2 separate regions of the Sus scrofa genome follow, and region 1 is linked to region 2. The links are chromatin contacts, called in public HiChIP or PLAC-seq maps. All regions are on one chromosome and are shown on one strand. Each heading gives the region's core, a stretch centred on a gene start, on an enhancer-like site or on the middle of the called end of the contact. The rest is flanking DNA. Distances are from core to core; before and after follow the strand shown. Region 1 holds the start of RIOK3 (serine/threonine-protein kinase RIO3). Region 2 holds the start of CABLES1 (CDK5 and ABL1 enzyme substrate 1).

Region 1 (2,700 bases), core at 186-2,685, 220 kb before region 2:
TAACTAACACTGTATCATATATTTGAAAGTTGGTGAGAGTAAACCTTTTTTTTTTGTCGGGCCGCTGCCGCGGCATATGGAGGTTCCCAGGCTAGAGATCTAATCGGAGCTGTAGCCACCGGCCTACGCCAGAGCCACAGCAACGCAGGATCCGAGCCGCGTCTGCAGCCTGCTCACCACAGCCCACCGCAACGCCGGATCCCCAACCCACTGAGCAAGGGCAGGGATCAAACCCACAACCTCATGGTTCCTAGTCGGATTCGTTAACCACTGCGCCACAACGGGAACTCCGTAAGAGTAAATCTTAAAAGTTCTTAACACGCACAAATTGAAACCCTGTATGTTGACTTATTGTGGTGAGCATTTTGCAATATATACATATATAAAATCATTATGCTGTACGCCTTAAACTAATATGTGGTTATACGTCCATTATTTTTAAAGGAACAACTATGAAGCTAAAAAGTTAGTTTCCTTCAGAATCTCTTTTGAGGAACACAAAATCTCAATTGAAGCACTTCAGCTTCCAAGCAAATCCTCTGAAAAGTGGCAATCTTTTCACCCTTGTAATGAAAGTATCCTGAAAAGCAGCAGCCTGAAACCAGTAATGTGAAATAAACATTTCAGTTGGCCATTACAGGAAAAGGCTTAAACGTTAAAGCCCAGGCAGATGTTAGAAATAACAGTCTTACAGTAGCAAAACACTTGATTAACCTAAAGAAGAGGGAGGGTGCGCCTGGATTGATCTCTTACTGCCTCAAAAACAAGAAACTGTCCAAACAGGATTACCACACTTGCCAAGCTAAGGAAACAGCTTCCTAAACCACCTTTCAGTTGGGCTTTCTGTGTATAATTGGGCTGACTCACTTGGCCCAAGAAAAACAAGTTCGTACTTGCTTTCCCTCACACGTCAGCGTCTCTAAGCGAGTCCTGCCCAAATATATGCTACAGAGGCTCAAAAATCAAGGTGCCGAACTAAAGAGAGACTCCAAACCTCCCAGGGTGGCCCTTGGCAGCCTGCGCCCCGTCCCTGCTCTTCCACTCCCACCCCCCTTTCCGAGGTGGCCCCGGTCCTGCCCAGAACTTTCCGAGTCGCCTGTGGGGCCGCCCCGGCGCCTGCCACCCTCTCCGGGCCCTCCGAGAGGACCAGCCCAGGTGACTAGGGCAGGCACGTCAGCCACGACCGCCCCTCACCTTGTTGGGTCCCCAGGCCGCTGCGGGCCCGGGCTCAGGGGATGCAACTCCGACCAGATCCATGTGAGGGAAGAAGACAGCGACGGAAACAGAGCAGAGAGGTGGCAGGACAGGGAAGCAGCTTCCGTCGAGGAGAGAGGCGGTGGGGCAGGGGCGACGGGCTGCTGACGCCGGAGCTGAGGTGACAGATGGCGGCGGCGGCCGCCGCGTCCGGAACTAGACCTCTTCTCTTCCGCCCTTTTCGCTGGAACGCTCGCTTCCGATTGGCCGCCGCCCGCGGCTCCGCCTTAGGTCACCTTTCCCCGCCCCCGGCGGGCCGCACTTCCAGTTGCTGCTCCCAACCGGGAGGTGGTGGTCACTGTCTTGGTTGCCCCGCGGAGCGGTGTCGGGCGTGGCTTCCTCTGGGCAGTCCATCCTGTGTCCTGGCTCGCCGAGGGGGCTTCTGGGTCTCATTAAACAAGATTTGGACTGTATGGACTATAAATAAACAAGCAAGCCAGCTCTCCATTCATTCATCATTTATTTCCCCCTGACTTTTTTTTTTTTTTTTTTTTTTTTTTTTTTTTGTCTTTTGTCTTTATAGGTCCCCACCTGAGGCATATGGATGTTCCCAGTCTAGGAGTCTAATCTGAGCTGTAGCTGCCGGCCTACGCCACAGCCACGCCAGATCGAAGCTGTATCTGCGACCTACACCACAGCTGAGGGTGTCTCCGGATCCCGAACCACTGAGCGAGACCATGGATCCAACCCGCAACCTCACGGTTCCTAGTCGGATTCGTGTCCGCGGTGCCACCAGAGGAACTCCTCCCGGGTGACCGCTAAACTGGGATGGTGTGGGAGACCTAGAATGGCAGGTTTAGAGATGGGAAACTGAAGAGGTCCGATTTTGTTTTTATTGTTGTCGGTAGGAGGCGGGGCGTGGCATGTCAAGTTTTGTAGTGTGTTGTGTAACATTGAAAAAAAATAGGACTACATAGAAGTTTTGAGTTGACATTTTGTAGCGAGATTTTCATAACATGGCAGGATAAAAGTAGCCAAACATTATTACATTTATTTCTTTTTTTTTTTTTTTTTTTTTGTCTTTTTGCCTTTTCTTGGGCCGCTCCCGCGGCATATGGAGTTTCCCAGGCTAGGGGTCTAATCGGAGCTGTAGCCACCCGCCTACGCCAGAGCCACAGCAACGTGGGATCCGAGCCGCGTCAGCAACCTACACCACAGCTCACGGCAACGCCGGATCCTTAACCCACTGAGCAAGGCCAGGAACCGAACCCACAACCTCATGGTTCCTAGTCAGATTCGTTAACCACTGCGCCACGACGGGAACTCCTGTGTCTCATTTATTATATCCAGGCAGTGCTCAAAGTACTGCAATAACACTTCTCAAAATAATTCTGAGAGATAAATTAAATCATTATCTCTGTTTTACTGATGATGAAACAGACACAAGAGAGGTAAAGTAACTTGCCCGGTGGTCTGTGGATGAAAATAATCAATAATCAACCTATA
Region 2 (2,737 bases), core at 40-2,539:
CTCCTTGTAATGGGAGGTTTTGGTGCCGCTTTTCAATGGGCGCCCTTAAGCCCTAAATCCAGAGACCCACTGCCTGAGCATGGTGCCTCTGCTTTGGCTCTGTGAATGCCTGGCTCGTGCACACACGTGTGAACACACACACTCCCCGGAGACCATCCCTCTTCCGCGTACCCTTGTAGTTTGGAATTCGCGCCAGAAGCCCTGGGATCCGGCGGGGCGCGGGAAAGTGGGAACGACCCGTGTCCCGCAGCACAGAGCCGGCCGGGAGGGACGCGAGATAAGGCGCGCGCGGCGGCGTCCAGGTTACTCACCGGGACCTCTGCAGCTGTTCAAAGGCGCTGGTGCTGCCTCCCTGGCCCGGCTGCTCCAGAGAGCAATAGTTCTGCGAAGTCTGCCTGGAGAAGGCGATGGGCAGGATTCCCTGAGTGAACGAGTTGAGGCGGCCTCGACTGCCGCTCCCACTCCCGGGAGTCCCGGAGCCCAAGAAGGCGGCCGCCGGCACCTGCACGCTGGTAAAGGCATCGTCCTCCTCCAACTCCTCCTGCCCGGCGCCCCCGGGCCCGTTGGGCAGCTGCGGCTGAACGCAGGCGGCGAGAAGCGCGGGCCGGGGCAGCTGCAGTTGCTCTCCCGACGCCCGGCCCGCGCCCAGGGAGCTCGCGAACCCTCGGGACGCCCCAGGGCCGAGCGCGGTCGCGTAGCCGCCAGGGACCAGGGGCGGCAGCGGCGACGGCGGCGGGAGGTAGGGGCCGGATCCAGCTGCCAATGCCGCCGCTGTGCCCGCCACTGCAAGCGCGCTGCAGCCGCCCCGCTCGGCGGCGGCGAGCAGACTGAGCCGAGTCCTCGCGCCGCAGGCGCTGCCGGCTCCGGGCTTGACCCCACCGCTCTCCTCGCTGCCAGCCCACTCCTCATCTTGCAGCGGCGGCCGTCCGTCTAAAGAGATATTGGTGAGGAAGGAGAGGGCAGCCTGGCGGCGCCGAGGGTCCATGCGTGGCTTCCTGGGGGGGTCGGGCGGCGGCTGCCGCGGCTGGGCCGGCGCGGCGGCCGCGGGCTGGGGCGGCTGCGGCGGCGGCTGCGGCAATCTGCTGGTGCCCGTGGCGTCGGTGCCGGCGCTGCTGCTGCTGCTGCTGCTGCCGCTGCTGCGGACGGCCGTGCCGGCGGTGGCGGCCGTGGTGGCGGCAGTCGCCGCCATTGTGTCCGTCTGTGGCGATATTTCCGCGATGCCCCGAGAAGCGAGCGGCGCCCGAGTGCTAAGCGGCGGGCGCGAGCGCCGGTGACCCGGGCTGGGCAGGGCGCGGGGCGCGGGCGGCGTGCGCGGCGGCCCGGCCCCCCAGCGGGCGGGCCATGCTCACCCCTCGGTGCTCCGGCGCGGGGCGCCGCCGCCCCGGCCCACGCGCGCGGCTCGCTGGCTCGCTGGCTCCCTGGCCGTCTGCCCGCCCGCGAGCAGCCTGAGCATTCGGTCCCAGGCCTTCCCCGCCCGCGAGGTCTCCGGCTCACGGGCCCCAGTGTCCGTATTTATAGGTGCGCGCGCCCCGCGCTCGCGCTCCGAAGAGCTCTTTGCAAAAACAGTATCACGTGTGGGGAATGAAACCTGGGAGGAAAACAAAGCCGCAGGCGGCGGCCGCAGAGACAGGCGGCAGAAGGCGGGGGCCGGAGGAGGAGGAAAAAGAGAAGGAGGAAGGGAAAGCCAAGAGGGTGGCGGGGCGGGGGTCGGAAGGGCGGTCAAGGTAGTCGGAGCTTCCTGCGGGGAGAATTGGTGGCTCCCAGGGCGCGCGCCCAGGTAAGGGTGGCGAGCACGTTTCCCCGCCCCTCTTGGATTGGGAATTGGGGGCGCGAGCAGAACCCCTTGAGTCACTGCGTGAGGATGTGGGCCCCGGAGGGTTGAGGGTCTGAAGAACAATTAATTGGAGCGACTCAGAGATTTGGCCCTCGAGCTTGTTTACTGTATTCCGCGCTGCAGTTGGGCCCAGAGAAATAGTCTTTGTTAATAGTTATGCGGGTAGGGCAGTGTAACTATGTGGACAGTCCCACCTTAAAGCTGTTGGTAACTGTTGAGTTTGTGTCTCATTCATTCTCAGACTGAAGATGCAGTCCCTGATACAAATGCACACCCCGGGATGCATAAGAGCCCAGGCGCACGAACGTCATCCATGTGGCCAGACCAACTGACACCATTTGATGGTGCTGTCACTTCTCATCTCTTTCTTAGCAAAGGCTCACATAAATTTCTACTTTGGCCCAGAAACGTACTCCGTTTTCCATGAAGACCAAGGTAAGCTAAGATGGCCTCACACCCTTTTCCACTTGTCATCTTTTTCTTCCATATAAACTGGAAACAATAGGCACAGTTACTTTCTGTCATTTATTTCATAAACATCCGCTTGGCACCTACCATACCTTCTATTAATATGGGTACCTGTCCAAGGACGTGATGAGCCTTCCAGAGCTGCAACGCTAGATCTGGGAGGACTCACAGTATATTGTACCCCAGCCTCACCCCAACAAATGCCTGTCCTGGAGTGGGAGCGGGAGGGTAGGTTACCATGAGCCATCTGAAAACACGTTCAGATTCTCCTATTTGGTTTGGGTGACCTACCAAACGCAATAGAAACAATTGTCACACTGCTTGAGTTCTGTGATGTCTAAGAAACCTCTCCTCTACACTTTTCTGAGGGAGAGACAATATGGTTAAGATCAAGGGATTAATTTAATTAAAGGTTTAAATTTAGCCTTGGAGCTA

Evidence for each region. HiChIP or PLAC-seq counts read pairs in DNA pulled down with a chosen protein or histone mark.
Region 1: a contact with region 2 is called in an H3K27ac HiChIP or PLAC-seq map of alveolar macrophages. The contact joins the promoter of RIOK3 here to the promoter of CABLES1 in region 2. A contact is called at or near these places in 1 of 47 Hi-C or Micro-C datasets (embryonic fibroblasts) and 1 of 2 datasets of contacts at active chromatin or transcription factors (alveolar macrophages).

What each region holds. Positions count from the first base shown.
Region 1 is chr6:108,337,721-108,340,420 of Sscrofa11.1, reverse strand. It overlaps RIOK3 (serine/threonine-protein kinase RIO3), which reads right to left and starts at 1,435. Exons shown (of 13, transcript XM_021096177.1): 1 at 1,195-1,435. The coding sequence starts at 1,257.
Region 2 is chr6:108,114,896-108,117,632 of Sscrofa11.1, reverse strand. It overlaps CABLES1 (CDK5 and ABL1 enzyme substrate 1), which reads right to left and starts at 1,289. Exons shown (of 10, transcript XM_021097743.1): 1 at 312-1,289. The coding sequence starts at 1,189. LOC106510679 (a long non-coding RNA gene) reads left to right here and starts at 390. Exons shown (of 5, transcript XR_002345445.1): 1 at 390-512; 2 at 2,076-2,269.